Regions from separate parts of the Mus musculus genome. Here all the other regions are linked to region 1. A link is a contact called in public Hi-C and HiChIP or PLAC-seq data. All regions are on one chromosome and are shown on one strand. Each heading gives the region's core, a stretch centred on a gene start, on an enhancer-like site or on the middle of the called end of the contact. The rest is flanking DNA. Distances are from core to core; before and after follow the strand shown.

The links. A called contact is a pair of places that touch in the nucleus more often than the background predicts. HiChIP or PLAC-seq counts read pairs in DNA pulled down with a chosen protein or histone mark.
Region 2: a contact with region 1 is called in a Hi-C map of the N1E-115 cell line, with 4 times the contacts expected there. The contact joins the enhancer-like site here to the promoter of Tmtc1 in region 1. A contact is called at or near these places in 4 of 39 promoter capture datasets (cranial neural crest, embryonic stem cells, hematopoietic stem and progenitor cells and 1 more), 1 of 484 Hi-C or Micro-C datasets (the N1E-115 cell line), 9 of 115 datasets of contacts at active chromatin or transcription factors (embryonic forebrain, embryonic stem cells, forebrain and 4 more) and 2 of 9 other capture datasets (adipose tissue and liver).
Region 3: an H3K4me3 HiChIP or PLAC-seq map of embryonic forebrain shows a contact between it and region 1, with 3 times the contacts expected there. The contact joins the enhancer-like site here to the promoter of Tmtc1 in region 1. A contact is called at or near these places in 8 of 39 promoter capture datasets (the C10 cell line, the HPC-7 cell line, embryonic stem cells and 4 more), 2 of 484 Hi-C or Micro-C datasets (embryonic stem cells and morula), 9 of 115 datasets of contacts at active chromatin or transcription factors (SST interneurons, double positive thymocytes, embryonic forebrain and 3 more) and 1 of 9 other capture datasets (pancreatic islet).

Annotation. Positions count from the first base shown.
Region 1 is chr6:148,442,438-148,446,891 of GRCm38.p6, forward strand. Tmtc1 (transmembrane and tetratricopeptide repeat containing 1) reads right to left here and starts at 1,915. Exons shown (of 20, transcript NM_198967.5): 1 at 1,464-1,915. The coding sequence starts at 1,762.
Region 2 is chr6:148,577,225-148,581,678 of GRCm38.p6, forward strand. No RefSeq gene overlaps it. Among named protein-coding and RNA genes, the nearest start is that of Gm36613, 24 kb to the right of the region's middle. Within about 2 kb of position 1,262, at least 23 of the 459 cell types and tissues checked have an H3K27ac peak or open chromatin away from gene starts, as enhancers often do. A contact at or near this core is called in the N1E-115 cell line, where this site is marked.
Region 3 is chr6:148,597,198-148,601,354 of GRCm38.p6, forward strand. It overlaps Gm36613 (a long non-coding RNA gene), which reads right to left. Exons shown (of 2, transcript XR_378194.3): 2 at 4,081-4,157. Among named protein-coding and RNA genes, the nearest start is that of Gm36613, 4.3 kb to the right of the region's middle. Within about 2 kb of position 1,899, at least 43 of the 459 cell types and tissues checked have an H3K27ac peak or open chromatin away from gene starts, as enhancers often do. A contact at or near this core is called in embryonic forebrain and hippocampal neurons, where this site is marked.

The DNA of each region.
Region 1 (4,454 bases), core at 665-3,164:
CTCCTTGGGAGTCAGATGTGTTATTTTCTCGCCGTCTTTAAAACATTAGTTTATTCGAAAGAATTACGTGAAAGACAGCTGCAGGTTTTCCTTTTCTCTCCAAAGCTCTGGGCCTGAAGGCTCACGCTAACTGTTATTTTGCCAGCTGTCCCCAGAGATCAGTGCCATAAACTATGGTTCCTATGGCAAAGATTTGAAAACGAGTTAATACGGAGCTAATACCCTGTGAGCTGCTGTGTTCTGAACGCACACCAGCTCAAACGCGGAGCAAAGTTACACTGGATGGAGCTCATCGGTTTGGTTCCAACCCGTCCTTTCCCTCAGGATTCAAGCAGATACACCACCCTACAAATGCGTACTCTCAGTCCGGTTCCACTACTTCACACCAGAAATGCTGAGTCATGGTTCCGGGGCTGGGGAAGGGGCTCTCTGCGCCCTTGCACGTTCTCAGTGTGGGTCCCGGAGGCTGGGTGCAGCACCCGGGATGCAGAGGCTGGGGCTGGAAATGCCCGGGTTAGGGAGGCTATTAGCATCCCAGTACGCAAAGCCCGGTGCTCAGAGTAGGGTGCCTGACACCTCTCCCTAGCTCCTACCTGGAACACCCACAGCATAGCAGCTTCAGGAGCATCGTAGGCCACCTGGTCCGGTCCCTTTATTCCTCATCTGCCCAGCAGTACAACCTCCCTGGAGAAGCTGACAACTTGGAGCATCGCCACCCTCTGGAACCCGCTAATCGCGGGTAGGAAAAGCTCCAGCGAGAAGTCTGCCATCCTTGAAGCCCCGGGGGACATAGCAGGCAGAACTCGGTCCCAACTCCGCAGCCAGGAAGCGCGGGAGAACCTAGGTTTAGCTGGGAAGATATAGGGCAGAGCAGAGATCTCCCCGAGTAGCGCGGAGAGTACCCAAAACAGAGCCAGAAGAAAACGATGTAGTGCTTCAGAACCTGAGCAAAGCCTTGAGAACCTTAAGCTGTCCCGGGTAATGACCAGAGGTAGAGCCAGGTGGATTCAGGACTAAGCCTGGAGCAATAGGATCAGAGTCCGACCCGAGAGAACCCAGCCAGAGCAACGAGATCTCGGGGCAGAGCGGAGAGAACCTCGTTCAGAGAAAATCTGGGGCTGCGCTGACAGAATACTAGAGTTGTGAGGGCCTGGGACAGACCCTGGAGAACACTTAAGATAGAATCAGGAGCGCCAAGCATAGAGCCCAGAGGACCTGGGGCAGAGATTGGAGAACGGAACAGGGCAGAGATGCAAAGCGTAGAACCTAGAGGACCAGACTGAACAGCCAGAACACAAGATAAATCCAGGAGGATCTGGCTGATGACTAAAAGACCAGGGGTAGAACTGAGAGAAAGGGGAGAACAACCTAGAGGAGGTACCGAGGGACCTGTCAGAAGTGTCCCCGCCGTACCATCCCTTCTCCAAGGAGAGGCGTCTAGACCCCAGGACGCACAGGCTCACCTGAAGGACAGCACGCACAGTGGCCGATAGGACTTGTGGCTGGTGCTGTCCGCCAGGCCCTTGCCCCAGAAGTCGTTAGCGAAGATGGCCCAGCGCAGCGGTGTCCCGGGCCGCACGTCGGGGTTGTTCACGATCGCCCACACATCGTCGTGTACAAACTCGCCCCGCAGCGAGCGGCCGTAGCAAAGGCAGCTGGCCCCAGCTAGCAGCGCCGCGGCCCCCGCTGGAACCAGCCCGCAGCGCGGGCGCCGCGAGGGCGCGCGCTCCCCGCCGCCGCGGTCCCCGCGGGTCACCAGCATCGCACCGCCCGCACGGCCGCTCCCGCGCAGCGCGCATCCTCCCCGGCCGGGACCCGGGCGCGCAGCGGCCTGCTTGGCTCAGGCATCGCACGCCCACTGTCCCCGCCCGGGCGCCCGGTGCTCTGCCGCCGCGGTGGCCCAGCTGCAAATAAACAGCGATCCCCCCGCCTCCCCGGGCCATCGCCGCCGCCTCCGCCCACTCTGCGCATGCCCGCTTGCGCGCCTCCGCCTCCTGGATCCTGGGACCTGAGGTCCCCAACACCTGGCCTCTACCAGCTGGCGCTGAGTCCGGGACAGCCAGAGCGCGCAGGTTTAGCGGGTCGCCGCAGGGCTTGAGGGGACACGCGGGAAGGCCACCCAGGGTCCCACCGGGTACGCCCAACTGCTTTCCCAGACCAGTCCCCAGCCGGTCTCAGCTGCGGAGGGGCAGGTCCCCGCCGCCTCCCGGCCGCAAATCGGCAGGCTTGTCAGGTACTCAGTCTGGACCCGGACACCCTCTCTCCCTGGAGGCGTGAGCGATTCGAAACCAGCTGGACAGATGGGGGACAAGCTCCAGCACCCGCAGGGCTTAAAGTCTTCCAAGGTGCTATGCCCCAGTCCTGGGAACGCAACGCGCGCAGCAGTCCTTTCCCCAAAGCCCAGGGGTGCATCCCCGGCTGTGAACTGCCTCCTTGCTGTTTCTGCTGCTGCTTATAATAAGCCCGGTTTTGATTTTTATTTCCGTATGGGAAGCTCTTCCTTTTGTTTTTCCCTTAAACTCTTAAGCAATGAAGGAGGCGCTGAACACATTACTTCTGGCTTTCTTTTGGTTTTGGTTTTGAGACCCTGCCTTAGGCTGACATTCAGGCAGTCCTGGGCATTGGCTACAGAAGCCAGGCTGATCTCGAATCCTAGAGTACCCCCTACCTCAGCTGCCCAGGCCCAGCTACTTTACCTGCTATTTTACTGGTTGGATCTCTTGGGAATAATTATTGTCTCCTGGGAGACTGCCTTGACCCTTAAATACAAATTAAAACTATGGACTGCCTTGGCATTGCCTCTGGCTCAGAAACTTCCTGTCTTTCTCGAAACTGTTCTACTTTTGAATGCCAATCACAACAAATAAATGAGGTATTCCAGAAAAACACTGACTTCCCCTAATACTGAAAAGCCCCGTTGGTTCTTTCAGGCCACTTGTGAATGGACATGGCTTTATTACTGAAATTAACTGAGACTTCATACATCCAGACCCCAAACCTCAAAATAAAGTCGTCATTAAAACAAACAAAAGCCAAACAACATCAAACTTTTGACAAGAAAGAAAAGAAACTTGAAATGGAAAGGAGAATTTGTTCTTTGAGCCTCCCGATGGCTCCTTAAATTTAAACACCAGAGCACTTAATGCAGCAGTTCCCAAATTAACAGGGACATAGTCCAAGACAGGATCCATTCTTGCCTCTTTTGATGTTTTGTTTATTGTTGGTTTTTCTTGGTGAATCAAAATTGGTGAGAGAGGAGCAAAGCTGAAATCTTGTGTCCCAATGACAGCTTTCTTAGAACATCTGACCCTCAGTGACTGCTGAACCGAGACACACAGACACAGACACACACACACACACACACACCACACACACTTGTGTCCTTTGCTCCCTCCAGAGTAATAAAAAAAATGGATGTAGGTTTTACCTGGTGCACATTGTGCTAATGAAGGGTAGAGACACAAAGCTACTCAAGTACTGTGTGTGTGTGTGTGTGTGTGTGTGTGTGTGTGTGTGTGTGTGTGTGGTGAACAAGAGCTAACTAGGGACAATACCCTAAACCCAGGAGAGTGACTTCAAGAAGCACACTTCTTCACAGCATTCTTTCACAAGAGGCACACCTCCCCTCATCACAGCAGTTTGGGATTTTAGGTGAAGCAGAGTCAGAGTTGTCAGTGACAATGATCCTAATGAAGGGAACCCGAGATGAGACTCTAGAGAGAGGGAGAGGCATTCAGGAAGCTTAGCATGTATGTTCAGTATGTGGCATCTCAGTGCAGGCTGTCTCCAGCGATCAGTGACATTTTCACTATGTCTGCTTCAAATGATGGATTTGGAGTTCATTCAGAATCTAGATGGTCTCTCACTTACAAGGTTCAGCCCAGAGCTTTCCAGTTTGGCAGTGGTGTAAGAGCCATCCACTGCACAGAAACTGCACTTTGGGAAAGCACACAGTCAATGATGTGGTGATGCTGTGGTGTTCAGGTTGCTAACCTTGAAGCTCCACTGTCTGGAAGTATTAAATGTGTTTCAATTTATCACATCTTCAGAGCCCGACACATCTATGTTCAGAGCATGAACTGTGAACCAGGAGCACCCATAGGAAGATTCTCCGGGGACATCATTTCCTGACCTAATCCTGCTCTGTGCCGTAGAGTGCCACCGTCAGACAGCAGGTGCCATCAAACTGCTTGCTCCTCTCTCAAGGCACAGAACAACCATCTCAGCTAATAAAGGGCCCAAAAGGAAATTAGATTTAATATCTCACTGCTTAGTCTCCAATTATGGTTAAGAGCTTGGTAATTGCAGGAGTACTGCCTTCTAAGATATCTGTGTCCACCCAGGGCATTCTAAAACAAACGATTCCACCAGTACATTTGAGGCTCAGACAGGATCATTCATAAACATCACGGGAATGGGATTACTCAACAGTATTAGCACAACACTGGAAATTA
Region 2 (4,454 bases), core at 12-2,511, 130 kb after region 1:
GCACTGCCACTCGGTGGCACACTGGAAGTCAACTCTACCAACAAACTCTTTCAATATTAGAAACCACTAAATTTGAAAACTTGGATTAAGCAGGGGGGAAAACTGGGATGGTTTTGTGTCAGTTTGATTGGAAAAGGTATGCCCACATACCTGGATAAGCATTATTTTCTAGGGGCTTTCTGTGGGGCATTCTGATAGACATGAGCTGTGACGTTGATCTTCATTGTTCACATGACTAGATATGGGATCACTTAGAAGACCCAACTTTGGGTATACATGAGGATTTTTCTCTGAGAAGATTAACTGATAAAGAAGACCCATCCTAAACGTGGATGATACCACCACACAGGCTGGGGGCCATATTGAATAAAAGAGAAGAAATAAGAAAGCCAGATGGATGTAAGTATCTTTTCTGCTTCCTGAAAGAACATAGTATGGTTTGGATGTGAAATGTCCCCTATAGATTCATATGTTTCATCATTTGGTCCCTAGCTGGTGGCACTACTTTGGAAGGTTCTGGAACCTTTAAGGGGCGGAGCCTTACTGGAAGAAGTGGGTCACTAAGGGCTGTCCTTGAGGTTTTATAGTCAAGCTTCACTTCCTGTTATCCCCTAGCTTCCTGACTGTGGTTGCAACGTGAGGAGCCACCCACACTCCTGCTGCCTTCACTTCCTCATTGTGATGGACTGTACCCTCAAACCATGAACCAAAATAACCCCTTCCTCCTGAAGTTGCTCTTGTCAGATACCTGGTCACAACAGTAAAAACAGTCACTAGTGTGTTACATCTGAGTCAGTAAGCTAAGTGGAACATGAGCTACCTGACCAGTGCGAGTGGGCACCATCAACCCACAGAGAGCCTGGACAGAACAAAAGAGCAGAGGGAGGAAAAGGCACTCTCCTTCTCAGAGTCAGGACACGAGTCACATCTTCTACTGCCTCTGCACATCCTTACTTCTGGTTTACTGAGGGCTTTGAACTCTAGAGCTTACAGCAGCCCCGTGTTACAGCCCTGAATTACAGCCCTGGAGTTCCTGTTCTCTAACTTACAGGCAGCATATTGGAGGACTTCTCAGCCTCCTGAATTAAGGGAGGAAATTCCCACAATAAATCTCTTCTCTCTCCTTCCCTCCTCTTTATCTTTTCCTCACTCTTTTCTCTCTCCTCATACATGATGCTGCACACACATATATTTATACACATGCATTTATATATGCACACACACACACACACTTCCTGCTGGTTCTTTTGGCTCTGAAGGGTTCTGCTGAACGCAGAAGACAATTGGAATCACTCCAGAAGCTCATTGCATGCTTGGATCTATCTGAGCTGTAATCAGCAACTCAAGTATTTTGTTTTAACCATTGACGATGAATTACTTTCAAACTAATCATCTTGCTTATTTCTGCTAAAATTTTAGAAATGAGGTGATCAGCTTAAATTTTCTGCCCGGCTAGCATTTGTTCTCTCTCTCTCTCTCTCTCTCTCTCTCTCTCTCTCTCTCTCTCTCTCTCTCTCAAAAAAGCAATTATCTGGTATAAATCTTGCTCATGGGAGGAAAGTCATTAAAATATCTTGTCCACAGAACAGACTATACAGCAAAAACAAGCCATAAGTTAAGCTTAAGGATTTTAGTCATGCGTTTCCACTGAGTAGCCAAAGAAAAGCAGAGAGACTTGTAACAAAGACTCATGAAAGAGAAAGGAAAAATGAGGGTACAGAGCAGTCAGCATTCATCAACTGGCACTTAGTCAAAGTGTCTGGCCCTTTAAATTTGAGTCATTTTTTAATCAAGAAATTAAAATTTCTTTAAATTCCAGAATGCATTAAGTTTAAATAGGGAACTAGAGCTCTGTAGCTTTGCCTCTGAGAACACTTCGGTGAAGAAATAAGAGGAGCCTAAAATACTTCCTTGTCTTAAGAACGTGTCCCTGATGAGGGTCCTGAGCACAAAACACAAAGAGAACATGGGCAGCAGCTGCTGAACACACGAGAGCAATGCTGATACTAATCAAAGGCTCTCCCTGACTCGTCGACATTCCGAAGATCTGATGCAGTAAACAGTCTTACATTTAGAAGTCGTAATGGTATTAAAAAACTCTTTGATTTTATAAAGATGTGGTAAATCAATGTTTCTTAGGATGCCTCTTTGTTGGGAAAAGCATTTTGTGTTTTGTCAAGAATCCAGACTCAATATAGGATTGCTGTCAGACCAGCATATCAGGCTGGGGAGATGACTCAGGTAAAATGCTTGCTTTGCAAGTACAAAGACCTAAGACTTATCCCCAGAGCCTCATTGAGAGAGAGAGAGAGAGAGAGAGAGAGAGAGAGAGAGAGAGAGGGGGAGAGAGAGAGAGAGAGAGAGAGAGAGAGCGCCAGTCTGGAGCCTAGAAAGATGGCTCATCAGTTAGCAGCACTGGCTGCTTTCCCAAAGGACCTGATTTTTATTCCCAGAACCCACAAGGCAGCACACAACTGTCTGTAACTCTAGTTCCACAGAACCTAATGACCTCTTTTGCCCTCTGCAGGCATGTGGTGCACAGACACGCATGCTGGCAAAACATCCATGCAAGTAAAATAAATTTTAAAAAAATATTTTTTTAAAAGCCAGGCATGGTGGTGCTTGTTTTTAATTGAGGCAATGGGAGGGCAGAGATAGATACAACATCTGAGACCACTAGACAGATGGCTTCTAAGTAATAATACCTGCGATCCTCCTCTGTCCTCACATGTATCTGAACATACATGAACACATATGTACATGTGTGTACGCACATACCCCAGTATGCATTGTCTCACCCATCCCCCACAGCTTATGCTCTAGTCACCAGCTGTGAACATCAGACACACCTATCTAGGCTGCACACACTTCAGCTCCTACCACTTTAGACTTAGCATAGATACTTCAAAGAGCCTCCAGATTTTCCCTAGCCTGGGCTACAACAGATCGATGAGAGTGTTACCTTATAAATAAACTCAACATGGAGGTACCATCAGTTCTTCTCTTCATAAACAATATCCAGTATTGAAGAAGATTCTGCCCCCAAGGCTTGGACTCAGCAGGGACACACACACACACACACACACACACACACACACACACACACACAGAGAGAGAGAGAGTGGGGGCTCTGGATGCACAGAGAGAGAGAGAGAGAGAGACTATGAAGGCATATATGCATGCACACACACACAGAGTAAGACTATGAATGCACACACACATAAGCACACAGCATGGTTGTATGGCTTACATGCCATCAAATGTCAGTAGAATTCAGGAAATGGGGGGTAATGAAGGCTACACCAGTCACCACAGGACACCTACCAGTAAGAAGGAGGGACTGGGAAAGATTGGAAGGAGGAGAGGTCCCAACCTGGCAGGGGCCACTGAATTAAAACTATTATAAAAAATAATAATTTTGAAGACAAAAAAACTACAGCTGATGCTGTGTACCAGAGAAAAGAATTGGGAAACACGTTTGGAGCACTGGCCATTTATAGCAAGCCATTGAGAGCCTTAAATCCCAAGTGGTATAATAAAACTTGTTTCCACGGTTTTCTCTGATTTCAGACAGAAGAGAGGCCTCGAAAAAATAGTCAGTGAGCTATGAATCCTGATGTGGTGAAAATAATTATGGTTGTCTGGTGCCGGAAGAGACACTGGCAACCCGAAGAAAGGAAACAGAGGAAAATGATCCCAAAAGGCAAGACAAAAACCAGTGTTCTGAACTAACAGACAAGGAAAGCACTTGTCAGAAACAACCCTGCCCCTCACTTAGGGGAGACATGGACAGAACAGAGTTCATGGGAAGGAAATCCAACTTGCTTATTGACCAGCTGAGTTTGGGGTAGTATAGAAGGAAGCTTCTCCAGACTGTAGGTGGATGGGTGACCCCAGCATGATGCCCAATGCTCCGACTTCCTGTTAAGTTAGAGAAGTATCTTTCCTGACCATTTTGGGTGTTTGGGTCACATTCTAGTTAGGTATCTCCTCTGGAGTTTAAGCTCTGGCAGACATGGAACAAGCCACCTCCTTTCTTCAAACAAGAGGATTCAGTCTCACTTTTGATCCTCTGGGGGTTTGTATGAGTCTCACTCTGGTGTCCTTGTGCCAGCTAGCATGACCTCTACCCATGCACCCATGTGGCACACAGACACCATCATACATAGTGAAGTGACGAATGGCCACCACTTTTGTTTAATTCTACTTTCAGAAGAAAATAATCCAACATGAAGTAGCATTTTACATTCATGGGGACATTTGGCTTCAACAAACTGATACCCCAAGGCTTCCACTAGGAAATAGTGTTGCTCCGATTCAGACTTCTAGTAACTTCCTAAAGGTCAAATGACGATGCAAGCTATAGTAAGGATCTGCCAACAATCACTGATCTAATTCATGTGAAGTCACAGAAGATGCTAGCAACAGTTCGGCAGGCATCAAGGCCATGAGTT
Region 3 (4,157 bases), core at 649-3,148, 150 kb after region 1:
ACATATTAGATTTCTCAGCCTATATAAATGAGTATTTATGGATCCTCAGAGTCTAAGGATCTGTAAAGCCAAGAAGCTAGGAGAGCAGGAGGTTAAAATCACAAGCATGAACCAGCCCTGCACTCTACAGCCCTGAAGCATTCCTTTCAGAAAAGCCCAGAAGCCTCACTGGAAAAATACAGATCGTCAAGTTTTTACTTTTCGGTAGGCAGACTTATAGATTTCCCATCAAGTCTTGACTTATGTAGACAAGTGGACTCTTTGACCATGGACCCCATTCCCTCCCCCAATGCTCAACCTAGAAAGATTCTATTTGTTCCGAGCAAAAGAAGAATAGAGGAGTTGGGTGTGGACTAAGGAATTGTTTCAATAAATTTGAGAGTCAGCTCACAGCTGCAAAGCAAAGTCCATGAATTTCTCTGTTCACTAATGAACCTTTGCTCAAGTGGATTCTTCCCTTTATACATCCTTACAAGATTTTATTGCTTTCATTTGAATTCCATGAGTTGCTCTTTCCTCGTCTTTTATAATAAAATGGGTATTTCAACTCTTGAGGGAGCACAGAGTAATGATGAAAGCATTTTTTATTGAATTTCCATGAATCTTATTAATAAACAAAATCTTGCATGGGGGGAGGCTCTATTAAACCATAAAATGTTTCCAATAAATGTCTTCAAATTTCATTTGCAGAGGACTCATGTTTAATTGAACAAATTAAACAAATCTAATCTTTAAAAAAACCAAAAATTTAATCAGATTCTTATTTTCAAAATCAATTTCTTTTCAAAAGTGAACATGCTGTTGGTTGTGTTAGCTCATCGTTAGGGCAAATGACAGGAAAAGACAGGTTAAACTGGTATCTTAGTCAACCAGAAACAGCCCCTGCTCTCAATCAGTGGTCCTGTTCCTGCCTCAGAGGACCCTGATGTAGTGGTTCTTAATAGCAGTCTTTTACAGTCTTCTTATGTTTTAATGTGCCCTGCCACATTTTGAGACCACTATTGTCTCCAAACATGCTTCCAGAAAGATTTTTCAGGACCATAAATCCTTCTCATTAGCTTTTTGGTTAACAGCACTCACCCAGAGAATCCATAATAAATATCAAATGCCTTCCACAGTATTACTTACACTCTGGTTCTAACATGGTTTCTGTCTCCCTACATCTGCAGAAGTAGGGACCCTTCATGGCATTTTAAAACTCTGTGACTCTCAAGCTTTCTGACAGCACACAAAGGTTGCACATGCATGAGTGAACAATCATATGCCTTCCACTCCTTTGCTGATATTCTCTTGTTAACATGATATTTACAAGGATGTATGTGCACTTGTGGATGGGACCCTGAAAACTCTGGTGAATGTATATATGCACTCATCATCAACCCTGCGCACAATAATTCCTCAAAAAGCTGCTTGTTGATGGAAAGTGGGTGCCCCCTACATATTCATTCCCTCTACACTTCCTAGAAATCAAACCAATCTATTAAGGCCAAACACTACCAACAGCGGGAGAAAGATGCATCTGGAAGTGGCAAGAGCTGCAGAGAGGGGCTGAAACCTGTCCTTGCACTGTAATAAGAGAAAGCAAGGCTTAGAGGAGACAAGGCACGGGTTGGGGGAAGGGAGCGGTCTGTTTAAAAACTGCAAAGCGGGACACAACATCCTTGCTGCTCCCTTTGTGTGAGGACATCCATATACTAGTTCTGCCCAACAACTCCACTTTAATTTCATCTCCATTTAAAACCCATTGAAAGTAGCCGTCTGCTCGCTCGGAGCCACCACGGTGCTAATGAGGTAGCACCATTAGTGCTAAAGCTCAGTCTAAAGTAATTACCTCCAGAGGCATTCCAGCTTCTCTGCTGCGATGCGGAAGTGGCGAGATGCTGGGAGTGCTTCAGAAGGCTTTAAAGCAGATGGCTCTGCAAACCGCGTGCTTAGAAACGCCATCTCTACCAACAATTATTTCTGTTAGAGCCAGTTTCCTAGTTCCCAGAATTGTATTGATACTAATGGTGACTCTGGGGGGATTTTCAACAAACATCAGTACCCCGCTGTGCTTAAAACCCCTCCCAAATCTGTGCCTCCGGTTTTGTCCTCTCCTGGCTTTGTTGTTGTTAATGGCCTCGTTCTTGCAGTTTGTAAACTGTTACACCCTACCCAACCCCTAGAAAAAGAATAAAGTAAGGGGGAGCAAACCTAACTGATAGATTTATGGCATATAGAATCAGCATTAGAAGAAAAAAGTGGACTTTGATATTTGTAGAAAGTCGGGAACTGAGAGGGTAGATGATGCAGGTTACCCTGCTCCTTTTCTCCAGAGGTCAACCATTAGAGTGAGGCTTCTGCAGTAGAGATGCTGTGAAAACCAGAGCAAGCACGCCTGCTAAATGCTCCAGCATATGCATCAGGTAAGCTTGGGTTGACTTGGGGTTGGGATGTCAGCCACGTATATCAAATGGACTTGGGGTGCCTTGGGATGTTAGCCATGTGTGCACCTTACCCCAAGCCTAAAGTCCCCTCTGTAAGCAGCTCTGTAAACTCCTTCCTTGCTCTGGCCTTGCCTGGACCAACTTCAGTTTCAGAGCGTTGGCATTTCTCCTAGGCTCCGCCCCACAGTTACCTGGCAATAGCCAGGTATACTTGACTTACTATAAAAGGGGCTGCTTGCCACCTCCTCACTCTCTTGCTCTCTTCCCTTCTCTTCCTCTTGCCCCTTACCCTCTTCTTCCTGTCTCTCCATTTCCCTCCCCCATCTCTCTCCACATGCTCGTGGCAGGCCTCTCCTCCTCTTCCTCCTCCTCCTCCTCCTCCTCCTCTCTCTCTCTCTCTCTCTCTCTCTCTCTCTCTCTCTTCTGTCTCCCTCAACTCCCCTCCCCATGCTCTAAATAAACTCTATTCTATACTATACCATCCTGTGGCTGGTACCTCAGGGGGAAGGGATGCCTCAGAATGGGCCTGCAGAGGCACCCACCACACACACCATACCTAGCCTCCACCTAACATATCCCCACCTTCTTTCTATCTTTTTATAAAATACAACAGTGATACTCTGAAGTATCCTGCCTCCTTCTAGAACAGGGTTTGCTTAGCCACACTGGTGTAATTTGTTAGCAATTCCTTTCCTTGTTGTCCCCATACAAGTCTGGTATGGTTGCTCTGTAACCTGGTCTTGCTCTTCAGATGACCTTGAAATATACCTTCTCCCTAATAATAATAATAATAATAATAATAATAATAATATAATAATCTTTCCTGCTGCAAGCCCCATGTCTCTGAGAAGCAGGAGTTTGATCCTTCTTTTTCCTCTGCAGACCTGGAAACTTCCTGAGTGTTGGGATAATGTGGTATTTGCGGTTCTTTATCCATTTCTATAGCCACTCGGGTACATGCTGATTACTTACATTCCAAAGACACCCAAGCAGCCTCAAATGACAGGTACTGAGGAAAAACACTGATGTATTCACTCAGCAACATCCTTCTGAGCGGCTGCCACAAGACAGGCAGTAAGCTCAGCACAGTGGGGATACCAGGCCCCCAGTGGTTTTCGGTCCAGCCTCAGAGATGTTTTCAAAGAGTAATGAAAGTTCGATGGAGAGAAGGAGTGTGTTGGGCCTACCTGATAAACAGTCTCCTCACTTGGAGGCCAGAGCCATGCCACATTCCAAATGGCAGACTCTCTGTAAATTTTTATTTACCTGGTGATTTTTTTAAAGGAAAGATTTTCCTTGAAAATGCAGATCCACAAGAATCCTGCATAAATCTAGCGTATGCTTTTTTTCTCTGCTTGTTTTAGAGACAGATGTAAAAGGAGAAACTGAAAAGGGAAAGAAAAGATGCATTTAAGATGTTTAGAATGTTTGCAAGTAAAATCAGTATCTTAAGGGCAAGGTCAAAGCACAATGTTATTTTAACATTCTTATGACTCAAGTGAGCTGTGTCATCCTGTTAATGGGGAATAAAATATAGTGCTGTTTCTGCCAAGAGTTCATTCTTCCAAACGAGGCCTAGAACAAAGAGGAAAACCAGCAGAAAGGCAGCTGAACAGGTACAGAACTGCAGAGGATGGGAAGACAGCACTGTTGCTTGCTTTTTGCATAACAAAAGTATCAAATTTTATTAAATCTATTAAAAATGCAGGTGTGAAGTTTTATATCCAGAGA